Linked DNA regions of Mus musculus: all the other regions are linked to region 3. Evidence: chromatin contacts called from public HiChIP or PLAC-seq data. All regions are on one chromosome and are shown on one strand. The core of a region is the stretch at or near the end of the contact, and the rest is flanking DNA. Distances in the headings are between cores, read along the strand shown. Region 1 has its middle 5.3 kb from the start of Tmem121. Region 2 has its middle 5.8 kb from the start of Tmem179. Region 3 overlaps Gpr132 (G protein-coupled receptor 132).

What was found. HiChIP or PLAC-seq counts read pairs in DNA pulled down with a chosen protein or histone mark.
Region 1: a FOXA1 HiChIP or PLAC-seq map of pancreatic cancer cells shows a contact between it and region 3. The contact joins two enhancer-like sites. A contact is called at or near these places in 1 of 39 promoter capture datasets (neural stem cells), 6 of 115 datasets of contacts at active chromatin or transcription factors (double positive thymocytes, embryonic stem cells, large pre-B cells and 3 more) and 2 of 9 other capture datasets (embryonic stem cells and liver).
Region 2: a FOXA1 HiChIP or PLAC-seq map of pancreatic cancer cells shows a contact between it and region 3. The contact joins two enhancer-like sites. A contact is called at or near these places in 1 of 39 promoter capture datasets (liver) and 1 of 115 datasets of contacts at active chromatin or transcription factors (pancreatic cancer cells).

Annotation. Positions count from the first base shown.
Region 1 is chr12:113,178,428-113,182,780 of GRCm38.p6, forward strand. No RefSeq gene overlaps it. Among named protein-coding and RNA genes, the nearest start is that of Tmem121, 5.3 kb to the right of the region's middle. Within about 2 kb of position 2,769, at least 6 of the 459 cell types and tissues checked have an H3K27ac peak or open chromatin away from gene starts, as enhancers often do. A contact at or near this core is called in pancreatic cancer cells, where this site is marked.
Region 2 is chr12:112,514,776-112,519,229 of GRCm38.p6, forward strand. No RefSeq gene overlaps it. Among named protein-coding and RNA genes, the nearest start is that of Tmem179, 5.8 kb to the left of the region's middle. Within about 2 kb of position 2,321, at least 105 of the 459 cell types and tissues checked have an H3K27ac peak or open chromatin away from gene starts, as enhancers often do. A contact at or near this core is called in pancreatic cancer cells, where this site is marked.
Region 3 is chr12:112,849,469-112,854,342 of GRCm38.p6, forward strand. Gpr132 (G protein-coupled receptor 132) reads right to left here. Exons shown (of 3, transcript NM_019925.4): 3 at 1,408-3,708. The coding sequence ends at 2,588. Among named protein-coding and RNA genes, the nearest start is that of Gm30461, 8.2 kb to the right of the region's middle. Within about 2 kb of position 1,868, at least 47 of the 459 cell types and tissues checked have an H3K27ac peak or open chromatin away from gene starts, as enhancers often do. A contact at or near this core is called in pancreatic cancer cells, where this site is marked.

The DNA.
Region 1 (4,353 bases), core at 1,519-4,018, 330 kb after region 3:
GATAGTATTGGAAATGTAAATGAGGGAAATACCTAATTAAAAATATATATATATATAAAAAGAAGAAGTTCTGACCCTTGAGGAATTTGAATTTCTGCCAAGCAGCCCCCCTCCCCCCTTGAGACAGGAACTCGCTATTATGGAGCCCTAACTGTCCTGGAACTCTATGTAGACCAGGCTAGTCTTGAACTCACAGAGATCCACCTGCCTCTGCCTCCTGAGTGCTGGTGTGCGCCACCACACCCAGCTAGCTGTTCTTTATATTTTAAAAATGAAGTTTTGTCTTACTTAACCTTTTGATGGAAAAAGACAAGCATGTTTCTTTTACATTTTCCGCAATTCAGATGTGTATTTCCCTAACAGTGTACTTCTCAGGATATACCATTCATACATCCTTTTTGGTGAAAAGTCTTTTTAGTCTCTTGACTTCTGTGGTGGGGGGTAGAGGGTACCAGGATTGAACCCAGGGCCTCCCACACGCTGGGTAAACGCTCTGCCAAGCCACATCTGTAGTGCCTGGCTGTTTTAAGTTGGGTTGTTTGTCATTTTATTTGCTTGTTTATTTATCTTTAGAAGGGGCCTCACTGTGTAGCCTTGGGTGACATGGAACTCGCTGCCAACCAAGTTGGTGTTGAGCTCACAGAAATTCACGTGGCTCTGCCTCCCAAGTGCCTGGGCTGAAGGTGGCATCCCTGTGTCTTGCTTCCTGCTGCTGAGATGTATTTGTATACATAAAATTTTGAGATTATAATTACATCATTCCCCCCTCCTTTCCTCCCTTCAAACCTTCCTGTATCCTATAAAGATGATCGTCTGTTTTCAAAGAGGTCAAATCCGGATGCGCGATAAATGCACCAAACGTTTAAAACTATGTGCTGCTGTACAAATGCCGCAGCCAGCAGCACTGCGCACGGCAGACCCCGCCCTGACCCTAAAGCCCGCAGCGATTGCAGTTCAAGCTGTCCAGCATGAGGCAGGGTTATTATAGCCACCTGAAGTATGGCTCCTATTGAACATGTATCACTTTCCCAACACCGTAAAGCTGAAAAAGAAGCTGTAAGTCAAATGATCACGGGTACTCATTTTTCTCAAAGAAGTCTTTTGCCTTTCAGCGTCTCTGCCGCTCTTTTTTTTGTTTTGTTTTTTTGTTTTTCACAGGGTTTCTCTGTATAGCCCGGCTGTTCTGGAACTCACTCTGTAGACCAGGCTGGCCTCGAACTCAGAAATCCACCTGCCTCTGCTTCCCGGGTGCTGGGATTAAAGGCGTGCGCCACCATGCCCGGCTGTACTGCTCTTTTATAAGGGTCTTGCTGTGGAGCTCAACCTGGCCTCCAACGGAGCTTCCTATGCGTCCCGCTCTGCTGAGGCTGTAGGCGTGCCCCGCCACTCTTGACTTTGATTTTTTGAGGGGGTGGGGTGTTCCTCTGTGTAACCCTGACTGTCCTGGACTTGCTTTGTAGACCAGGCTGGCCTCGAACTGAGATCTAGCTGCCTCTGCCTCCCGAGCACTGGGATTAAAGATGTGTGTCACCACCACCTCCCAGTCACTTATTGTCTTAATAGTGACTTAGGGACAATATCTCCCCACCCTCGTTTTGGTTCTGGTGGTTGACAGGGGACTACATTAATGCTAAAGTCACTATCACTGAGCCATACACACTTCCAATTCAAGCAGAAGGTTGTAGATTTTTATGAAGTTCATTTATCAGTTTATCTAGTCTTTTTCTCTGTGTATTGGAGGATGATCCCAGGGCCTTGCAGGTGCTGGGCTATCTCTGTCTGAGTTATACCCAAATCACAGTTTACCTTTCAGGGATGGCGCTTTAGTGTCATATCTAAGAATCTATTTATTATTTCAGGTTGTAAGGATTTTCTTTTCCCTATACTTCTTCCCTCTCTCCCTCCTTCTCTCCCCCTCCCCCCACCCTATCTCTTCTGAGAAAGGGTTTCACTATGTAGCTGTGGTTGTCATGGAACTCACTATATAGACCAGGCTGGAATGGAACTCACAGAGATCTGCCTCTGTCTTCTGAGTGCTGGGATTTTAAGGTGTGCGCCATCATGATGGGCTATAGATTTTCTTTTGACTTTTTTTCTTCGTTTGTAAGTTTTCTAACTTTGCATTTAATTTAGGGCCTGTGTAACAATTTGGGTTAATTTTTGGCAAAGTAGATTTATTTTTTATTTTTTGCCTATGAATATGCCAAGACCCACTGAACTGCATGGTGGCCCCTTGTGGCTTGTGAGCTAGTCAGTAAGGCTCTTCGAAAGTCACTGGCCACATTCGGAAGAGCTTATCTCTTCCTTGTCCCACAGTCCTCTGTGTTTCTCCTTCTGCCTATATACACTGTCCTGTCCACTCAGGTTTACATGAAGTCTTAAAATCCACCAAGAGCTGGGCATGGTGGTGCATGTCTTTATTTCTAGCACTTCGGAGGCAGAGGCAGGCGATCTCTGTGAGTTCATGGCCAGCCTGGTCTATCTAGGGATACACAAGGAGATCATGTCTCAAAAAAAAAAAAATCTGTTAATGTGGGCTGGGAGGTGTGGCTTCATGGCAAAATGCCTGCTTAGCTTGCTTGAGGCCATGTAAGTTCAGTCTTTAGCCCTTTACCTGACTGTCTAGACTCTTTTGTCTTTTTTCTTTCTCTTATAAGCATTGTTTGGGTTGTGGCTTTATGCTTACATACAAAATTTTACTCAGCTTACTTGTATCTATAAATGTCAGGGCTGTTGCCTGGAGCTGCGTTTGATCTACAGGTCACTGTGGGTGGAGCTGGGGTGACCTTTGGTGCTCATGGGTTTGGAATGTCCCACACGTTGAGGCACTGTTGATTTCTTCCGTCAATATATTTCTGTTTTTTTTTTTTTTTTTAAGACAGGGTTTCTCTGTGTAGCTGTGTAGCCCTGGCTGTCCTGGAACTCACTCTGTAGACCATGCTAGCCTCAAATTCAGAAATCCACCTGCCTCTGCCTCCCGAGTGCTGGGATTAAAGGCATGCGCCACCATGCCCAGCTATATTTCTGTTTTTGACATATAAATTTTTGTAGATTAATAGTGGTTATTGAACTTATTGGTAGTTACTATAAATGTTATTACTTTTAAAATGTTGGCTTTTGCCAGGCAGTGGTGGCGCACGCCTTTAATCCCAGCACTCGGGAGGCAGAGGCAGGCAGATTTCTGAGTTCGAGGCCAGCCTGGTCTACAGAGTGAGTTCCAGGACAGCCAGGTCTATACAGAGAAACCCTGTCTCGAAAAAAAAAAAAAAAGTTGGCTTTTAATCACTCACTGCTAATGACATTTTTCAGATAATTTTTGTTTTGATCTATGTGTGTCTGCATGCCTACATGTGTGTGTGTGTGAGTGTGGGTACCTGTGGGTGCCTGTGGAGATCAGAAGAGGGTATCAGATCTCCTAAAGCGAGAGTTACAGTGAGCTATCCTCTGTGGGTGATGAGGCCCAGACTCTGGTCCTGTCCTGAGTTACACTGAAAAAGGAGCATGGTTTTGTTTGTTTTGTTTTAGATGGTCTCACAATATAACTGTGGCTGGCCTAGAACTTGCTGGGTAGACCAGGCTGACCTTGAAGTCATAAAGATCCCTTGCTTCAAGAACAGCATGGATCCTCTCTCTCTCTCTCTCTCTCTCTCTCTCTCTCTCTGCATTTTTGTTGTTTTTTCCCTTAACTTATTCATGTGTTCACTTTATATCCTGACTGCAGCCCCTCCCTCCTCTCCTCCCAGTTCCACCATCACATCCCTCTCATCCCTTCCCCCACTCTCCTTTCCCCCTTCTCCTCTGAGAAGGGAAGCCCACCACCCCACCCCCGCCCCATGGGTACCAACCAGCCCTGGCACATTAAGTTGTAGCAGGAGACTGAGGCCAAACAAGGTAGCCCACTAGGGAAGGGAGGCAACAGAGTCAGAGTCAGCCCCGCTCTGCTTGTTAGAGGACCCACATGGAGACCATGCTGGACATCTGCTACCTATGTGTAGGCGGCCTAGGGCTAGCCTGTGCATAAAGAGCAGCATGAATTATGGGCCTGAGCTACAGGGTCTGTGACTCTATAGAACTGGATTTTTGCTTCAGCCTGGTGTCCTTCCGCCTTGCTAAGCTTGCTTATAAACACTCCACTTATAAACACTGTTGGGGAGGGACCTTGGGGTTTCTATAGACTTTCATGTTGTCTATCAGCAGGGAGAGTGACATATTTTTCCTTTCTAAACCAGTGGTTCTCAGCCTTCCTAATGCTGTGACCTTTTAATACAGCTCTTTTTGTTATGGTGACTCCCAACCATAAATTATTTTGGTGCTATTTCATAACTGTAATTTTCTTCTGTTATAAATTTGTAG
Region 2 (4,454 bases), core at 1,071-3,570, 330 kb before region 3:
TCAGCTGTGAGGGAGCTCGGACAGGCACACTCCTTTCTCTTAAGTCCTTCCCTGTGTCCAGCCAGCGGTTCTGGGTGGAAGCTGACTCAGGTTCAGAAACTAGACAAGAGGTCACAATGTCTGACAGGGCAGCTGCTCTCAGAATCGTCCTGACCCTCTTGTATAAGGAGGTTAGAGGGACAGTCCCATGTGTCCTCTAGAGATGCTGCTGGGCCACCCATCTCCACTGCTCCCTGTACCCTGGCCTTCTGATCTCCCTTCACTTTCTGGCTCCTTGGGGGTACCTAAGAATTGGGTACTCCCACCCTGCACCTCCAGGGGGCGTCACTAGGCTTCTTAGCAGTGCAGTTGTCTCCCTGGTGCAGCTAAACAGCTCTGGTAAGTACAGTCTCAACAGCCTCTCTCCGCACACATCTTCAGATGTTCCAAAGGCTATTGTGCATCCTGTGTCTGAGCCCTTGGCCCCTCCTCCCCAGTCTACCTGGCCCACTCTGGCATTTCACAACCCTCTGTTTCCCAAGCTATTACTATTACTATCTCTGTTTCCTCAGAGATAGTAATAATGCCTTTTCTCTTGTTATCACAACACCACCAGACCCAGTAGCTTGGACAGCACAAACTTATCACCTGACACTCTGGAAGCACAGAATTTAATCCCAGGTTATGACTCCCCTCTGGAGGTTTTAGGGGAGGATTTTCCTTATCTTTCCCAATTTCTAGATACTTTGCTCCTGACCCTGTAATTCCATCTTCAAAGCCAGCAATGACTGCTTAGGTTCCTCCTGGGCTCCACCTCAGTGATTCTCTGCAGGTAAAAAGGTGACCTGTGCTGATATTGGGTCCAACAGCATGCATCCTACCCTTGAGGTCCCTAAGTTTTCTTATAGAGCCAAGCAAGAGTTTCTTCTAATGTCCTGAGCTCTCCTAACGTACCCTCCCTTAGTTGCTTCAATGCCCTTAGCCACCGTCACATCTACAGGGCCCCCAATACAGTTTGTATATAAAGTATCCCCCCAAAAGCTCATGTGTTGAAGATTTGGTTCTAAATCAGTGGATTCAGATGTTGACAAGAATTTTAGAGCAAGGTCCTCTGGGTATGGCCTGGTCATTGTCATTTTCAAAATCAGACCAGCTGTGGTCATCTGCATATGGCTCTCTCAAGACTGATTCTGCTGACATCCCTCATAGAAAGTGAAGGCTCATGGGTGTGGGAGGCTCAGAGAGTTCTCTATCCTCCCCCAAGGATACGTCAGTGACTGACAACTGCCAGGGAGGGAGATTCATCTTCAGTTGTGTGGCTGCCAACAATTCAGCCATGATCCCATAAGTAACTCCAATTAAACTCCTTGCCTCATCAAGCTAGACTTGGAAGGACCGTTTCTTTGGTCTGTTGCCCTCTGGCAGGAATAGAAATAGACTCCCTAGGAAAAGTCACAGAACACTTGGAACAGGGACTGACAGAACCAGACCTGAGTTTGGAAGGAGCAATCCTTGTTGTGAGTGATAAGATGTGATAACTGAAGCTAAACCATAAAGGGTTAAGCATGCAAGGCAATGGATGTGGCCATCCTTCTCTACGTGACATGGGATCGCATTCCTTCTTGCTGACATGACCATGGTGCTGTCCCTGCTAGGCATGAGAGGACATGCAAAGGAGGCTGCTCCATCTGCAGGCAGGATGTCCAAAAGGAGAAACTCTAGGGTGTCATCTTCTGTGTGTCAATGAGTGACATTGATGGCCATGCAAATGTTGAGACATTCCCTCTATCTTAGTCAGGGTTTTACTGCTGTGAACAGAAACCATGACCAAGGCAACTCTTATAAAGGACAACATTAAATTGGGGCTGGCTTACAGGTTCAGAGGTTCAGTCCAGTATCATCAAGGCAGGAGCATGGCAGCATCCAGGCAGGCATGGTGCAGGAGGAGCTGAGAGTTCTACATCTTCATCTGAAGGCTGCTAGTGGAAGACTCACTTTGAGGCAGCTAGGATGAAGGTCTTAAAGCCCACACCCACAGTGACACACCTACTCCAACAGGGCCACACCTACTCCAACAGGGCCATACCTTCCAATAGTGGCACTCCCTGGACCAAGGATATTCAAACCATCAATCACACCCTCAATGCCTAGTTGATTAGGAAATGTCCTGCAAGCTGTAGAGCGGCAGGTATAGGACAGGCTGGCAAGCAAGCTGGTACGTAAGCGGGCTGTGCTGCTGATGCGTCTCAGCTGCCTGCCCAGAAAGAATGTGCCTAGTAAGAGCAGAGTTACAATGGGAAGAGGACATGTGACTGGCATCCTCTGCATTCACCTCTGACTCAGCAGGAAACGCACGGAGGGGGAGGGGAAAAGCAAATAGCAGTAATGAAGCTCCCTGCAAGTCTGACCTTTACAGAGGAAGAGAAAACCCATGACTCAGCATGCCGCCAGCGTCCTTAATAATGACCCATGCCGGAAACTCCATAATCAGGGATTACTTTGCCTGCAGGCGAGAGAACTCGGGCAAAGCTGTGGGACACGTGGGCGGATGAGATTGGTCTCAGAGCTACGGAAGCAGACAAACTAAAACAAAGGCTGCTTGACCTGAAGCAACACACACAAATAAGTCTTTGATGAAATAATCCACGCCAGCCACTAGGGACCCTTGGCCATCAGCAGCTCGGTCCCGATGAGTATCAGAAACTGGACTAGCGGACAGTAAAACAACTGTTTTTTCTAACTGATGTAGGTGATGGTTGTGTCTCATCCCATTGGAAAGTGGTCACCCTGCCACCAGTGAGGTAGCCCTGCCACTGACCCACCAGCAATGGTCTAACCCTAAATTCCCCTGCCCACAAACATCAGAGTCGAGTGTCTCCCAGAAACCCATCTTGGGATAACGCAATGAAGCAGGCTGTAGTGTGGGGGCCCTGTGGGAACAACAGTCAAAAACAAAACAAAACAAAACAAGAAAACAACCTTGGTATGGTCTGAGACCAGCCAATGCCACAGGGACACAAGAGGGATAGAGTTTTTGCATTCTAAATAGATCAGGGGCTGAGTGTGGCTTTGTCCGCTGTTCTGTTGCCGGGAATCCTGTCAACCAAATGCTAGACAACTGCAGCCCAATCAATTAGACACATAACTGTACCTGCCCCCAGTCAGACCCACGGAGCATATACTTCATGCATTCCAGTGTCTGGTGTGCCCAGTGAAATGTCATGGAGGAAGACAAGCCACAGGACCACTCTGCATAGTCACAGGTGACCCTGCTACACAAGACACACCACCAAGAACGATAAAGCCAAAAGGTGAAAAGATTAGGCTGCACAAAATTGTGAGCCCTCTGTGGTAAAATAGAATACATTATGAATCGAGGCAAAAGATGAACAATAGGCAGAGAGAAAACACTTGCACTTGTCTGAACAGGCGTTTCCACCACTTGAATGTGCAGCGCGTTCTGCAAGTTGATAAGGCAGAGGAACAAGTCTGCTTCCTGGAATACAAAAGACATCTGTTCTTGCTCAAAGCAAGATGTGTGCACAAAGGCTGCTGTGCAAGACTGGCCCTGTCCAGTCCCAGTCTGAAGAAGCCAGCACTCATAGGCCTGGCCAGGAAGGTGTCTGGAGATAAACTGATAGCCTGGGATGAAGCTGGAGCCTGTGCCCTTCCTCTGAGCTGGCTGTGCCTCTCTGACAGACCACCACACCAGTGCCTGCTGCATTTTGTAGAGACATGAGCACAGATGTTTAATCTATATGTTGTAGCCAGTAACGGACATTGCTACTGTTCCTGAACCGGGGACTGGAAAGGTTCTGGCCATCCTTAGGACGGAAATTATGAACTACTGAGCAGCAGTCAGATCTCTGAGAGTTAGCATGTATGATTGTCTGTCACAAAGCTAAATTTAGAGTGCCAAGGTGATGGGTGTAGACACCCTAGGTTGTGTATTAACAGACTTGGTGGTGACACCCATGTTAATCCAGCAACACGTGAATTCTGCTGCTCTTGGTTCCTCATGTCAGGACTGTGGAGAGCTCTGGGCCCACAGCCCTGTGGTGAGGCTTGGGTGTTCTGCTGCTTCAACAGAAAAGACAGGCGGGGAATCTAAAGTATAGAGACTTACTTTCCATGCTGCTCTGGGTGCTATGACGTCCAATGTTGAACAACTGCCTCTGGCGAGGACCTCCTTGCTATCCGACAACGTGGAAAAGGACTGATGTGCCAGGAGAGACAAAATAAATACACTAAGACACACAGGTGGATAGAGACAGAGGTACAGAGCCAGGAGTGCTCACTGCTCTCCAGAGGACCTAAATTAAGTTTTCAGAACCCATTTCTTGTAGCTCATAACTGCTTACAATGTGCGCTCCAGATCCAGTGCCCTCCGTCAGGCCTCTATACAGATACTCTAACTTATGGTATGCATAAATAGTAATAAAATAAAAATTTTTTTTCGAGACAGGGTTTCTCTG
Region 3 (4,874 bases), core at 618-3,117:
ACACACACACACACACACACACTTGCTCAACTTGATTGTGGCCACAAGGTGGCCACATATCTACTGGGAAATCCCTGTGGTGGAGTACGGGTAGTCACAGGTCAGTGGCCACGGTGCCACCAGTGGAAACACTTTCTGGAATCTTTTGTCTTCCTTAGTCATTCCAGAATATGTGCTTCTGTTATAAGTAAAATAAACTCGGTTGGCGTTTCCTGTGTCTAGCCCTTCTCCACTATGTGTTCTTTTTCCTGACCTTGGGTTTATGGTGAGACGGGTACCCCCACAGGGTAGAAGCCATTCGGGATTCCTCTGAACCTCCTGGTCACCTGCCTTCCCCACAGAGACTGTCAGGCTAGCCCCACACCGTCCACACAGGATTCCAATGATTTGATGCGGTGCTGGCCCAGGGGTGATGTCAGAGCCCTAAGGCTGAAAGGAGGAGAGGGGCTAAGACATAGAAGCTCCTAGAGAGGGCAGGTGGAGGACCCATTCCATCGAGGGGGGGGCACAGATTCCTGCTTCAGAGAAAACAGGACATCCATCTCTCAGCCTGGGTTGAACTTGGCAGAGGGGTATGGATGGGAGATTGTTTGGCTTTGCTGTGCCAAGGGCAGTAGAAAGCCGTAAGAACCTTCAGCCGCTCCACCTTCCTGCCCTTCACCACAGCCACATTACACTTAGAGTCTCCATGTTCCCGGGGGTCACCTTCCTGTCCTAGGTTTGGCCTTCCAAGTGGAAAGATGTCTACCTACAGAGGTAAAAATTAAAAAAACAAAAAACCCTCTTATTTTAAAAAGGAAGTAGAGAGGCTGTGACGATGGGGCAGTTCTTAGAGTGTTTGCTGAGCAAGTGAGGATCAGAGTTTGGATCCCCAGCACCATACACAAGCGGAGGCGCGGGGCTGGACATGGTGTTGTGTGCATTTAATCCCAGCCATCGGGAGGCACAGGCGGGGGCATCTCTGTGAGTTCCAGGCCAGCCTGGTCTACAGCAGCCATCTTGGTCTACAGAGGACAGTCAGGACTACAGAGAGAAACTTGTCTCCTAAAAGCAGAACAAAACAAAGCGAGGCACAAGGGCAAGCAAGCATGGCCGCCTGCCTGTACCGCCCCACTGCATGCAAGGCAGAGACAGAGATCACTGGAGCAAGCCGGCTAACTGGTTCAGCCAAATTGGTGAGCTCTGGTTTCAGTGTGAGACCCTGACTCACACTTAAAGAAGATATCAAGGAAGATGTCAGGGGTCAACCTTTGGCCTTAGTGCATGGGACTGTGTGTGCTCGAGCCACACACACACACACACACACACACACACACACACACACACACACACGGCTCTGCCAACACAGCCACACAAACAAACAAACAAACAAACAAGCAAACATCACTGAAGAGGAAGTCCGAGGCTGGTGATGCATCCTTTTAATTCCACCCCAAGAGATGGGGACAACAGACAGAATCAGGAGAAAACAGGTCTTCCTATGTTACTTAGTGAGTTTAAGATCAGTCTGAGGTGCGAGAAACCTCGTCTCAAAAAACAATCAAAAATGCCCTGTAGCAAGGAAAGGAAGTCTGTGTTCTTATTCTCCGTACTTCTTCCAAGGTAGAGCTGAAGTTAACTCTGAGGTCACAGTCTCAGTGCAGCATCCGTGATGTGTGTGCTTCAGGAGGATCAGCTCCGAGGCCCACCAAGCTCAGGGTCCTTGGCCCTTGCACTCCAAGTGCATCAGGAGCCTCTGGGATGGGGTGGGGTCGGGGGGGGGGGAGGGGGCGGCGTCAGTCCCAGCAGCGAGTGACCCAGTGAGGTAGCACAGGAATGACTCAGCAAGACAAGGCTCTTGGAGCAGAGCCGGGATTTGACTCAGAGTCAACATTGGAGAAAACGGGGCAAAGTGGGGCTTGCTCCTGGCTTGCCCTTTCAAGAGCCCCAGCCTACCTCCTCTGTGATGTCAAAGCCAGAAGTTGCAAGGCAAAGAAAGACATGCCAGATGTCAGATAACTCCTTATCTGGTAGCAGCTATACCAACCTATTCCTGGGGTGTCCACTAGCACTTCCTAATGTAAATGGTTGAGGGGTCCCAGGGGAGGATATCCTGGGCTACTAGGAGCTGGATCAATTGGCCACCGTGCTCCATGGCTCCTCCAGAAGACAATTATGTCCACTCAGAACCAACCCCCAGTGGGAGCCCGCAGGGTTGGACTCCTATCTCCATGGTGGTAACTCTGAACACAGTTCACTTCCATCTCAGTGGAAAGCCCCAAGATGAACTAACTGTGTTAGCCACTGGACAATGGGGGAATAAAGTGTCCTACCAGGTGCTCAGCTGATGGCCGCTGGGAGCCCCGCAGAGCACACTGCTGATAAAGAGCTCTCCTAAGAGCCACAGGCTCCTTAGCAAGCCCCGCTTTCCATAGAGGGGAGCCTGAGGACGTCTAAGGAACAGATACTTTCAGAGTTGGTGGCCTTAGGAAGGAAAGATCAGCAGCGTGTGCCCGAACAAAGGCATCTATAGTGCTGTGGACACCCCAGACGGTGACTCAGAGGACCAGGTATGTGTGACTGGTGCTAGTTTTGAGGAAGAGTGGACTTAGCAGAGCTCCTCAGGCAGTCTCTCTGGCGAGCACAGTAAACCTAGCTTCGCTGGCTGTGATCCTGGAGGGTGCGCGGGATTGGGGAAGGTGTATGTGTTTGAAAGCTCTGTGGGCAAGTGTGTCTCCTCAGAGTCCTTTGAGCATGTAACATATGTCTTTGTGGACCACTTTTTCCACCCTGTGTGGATTCTGGACACTTCTTGCCGAGAGTGGTCTGTACCCAGCACGTAGATGATGGGGTCAGCCACACTGTTGACTGTAGACAGGCACAGAAACACCATAGAGACTGTGTACAGTCTGCTTTCAAAGGCACACACGGCATCCATGTCTCCTTGGTAGAAGGAAAAGCTGGCAGCTTTGACGAGGAGTACCACGTGGTAGGGAGCAAAGCAGACCAGGAAGATGGTGACGACCGCGATGGCGGAGCGCTTCACCTTGTTCTTCTGCGCAGCGCTCAGGCTGTCACTGAGTTTGATGCTCCGGAAGATCTGGTGATTGGTGAACGCCAGGATGCCGAGAGGGATGGCAAAGCCAAAGGTGAAACGCAGGTAGTGGTAGCCGGCTATCTTGCTGTTCATCCTCAGGGGCTCAAAGCAGAAACTCTTCTCCACCTTCATGTCAAACACTGGATAGTTAACAAGTCCAACAAGAAGAATCACACACGCAGAAATGGTGACAGCAGTCCTCTGGTGGCGGTGGCCTCGGCTCTCCAGTGCATAGACCACGGCCATGTAGCGGTCGCAGGAAATGCAGCAGAGCAAGAGGATGCTGATGTAGATGTTGCAGAAGAAGATGTAAGCAGTCACCTTGCAGGCCTGCGGACCCAGGTTCCATTTGTGCTGATTCTGGATGTAGATGATCCACAATGGCACCGTGCTGATGTAGAGCAGCTCACAGAGGGACAGGCAGAACAGGTAGACGGCTAGCACGTTCCTCTGCAGGACTTGCAGCAGCGTCAGCCAGGCAGTCAGGCAGTTGGCTGGTAGGCCCAGCAGGCACACGGCACTGTACACCACCACCAGGACCACTCTGCTCTCCTCGTAGGAGACGTGGCAGGTCTCAGAAGAAGGTACTGAGGTGCTCTGAAGAACGGAGGTAACCCCCAGTGTGGTGTTTCCTGTGGGGCAGAAATGACACAGCAGTAGGAGTTACGGAACTACTCCCACTCAGGGAGATTTATAATACCAAGAAAGAGTAAGAAGCTCGATGGGGGTGGGGTCGGGGAGATGACTCATCAGGTAAAATGTGGGGCGGATCCTGACTAGCTGAGGTGTTCTCTGACTTTCACATGCGTACTGTATACATGTATGCCTGCTATACACTCAGTGGCACATGCATGCCTGCTACACATGTCCAGTGCACATGCATGCCTGTAACACACACTCAGAGGTGCATGCATGCCTGTTACATACACACAGTACACATGCATGCCTGCTACATACACACAGGGCACATACATACATGCTACAGACGCACAGTGCACATACATACATGCTACAGATGCACAGTGCACATACATGCCTGCAACACACACTCAGTGGCACATGTATGCCTGCTATACACACACAATTAATAAATAAATCTTTTAAGTAAAAGGGAAGTTTTACGGACTTCAGACTAGACACATCAGGAGTTCAAAAGACTGCAGCTAGAGGAAGCCAGTTGGACCAGAGAATGGTGAGGACAGTCACCAACCCCAGACCCTGACAGATGTGGGCAGATGAATTCTCTCCAAACCCTCTTTCTCTGGCCACACTGGTCATCTGGTGGAGAAGCCTTCAGCCATGTCGTGGGTCAGATTTGGAGGCCCCAAGGGCACTGCCTCCTGGTCCCAGGCTGATATCTGTTCCATGGCTCTGGTTGTCCTGGCCAATTGTCCCATACTCCCTGGGATCTCAGCTGCCCATGCCATCGTCCTCAGCCTGGATGGATTCCACTCTGGCCATGAGTGATAGGATGCCAGCTAAGAACCGCACTACTCCTCAGGTGAGGGCTCCTTGTTAGGAAGGTGACCTGTCCCCAACCAGAGCCTGAATCTTTCTTAGGCAACTGATACATTTCGCAGGCCTCCTCTTTTTTTTTTTTTTTTTTTTTTTTGGTTGGTTGGTTTTTTGAGACAGGGTTTCTCTGTGTAGCCCTGCCTGTCCTGGAATTCACTCTGTAGACCAGGCTGGCAATGAACTCAGAAATCCACCTGACTCTGCCTCCCAAGTGCTGGGATTAAAGGCGTGCACCACCATGCTCGGCTCCAGGCCTCCTTTTTAATCTCTATGGAACACACAT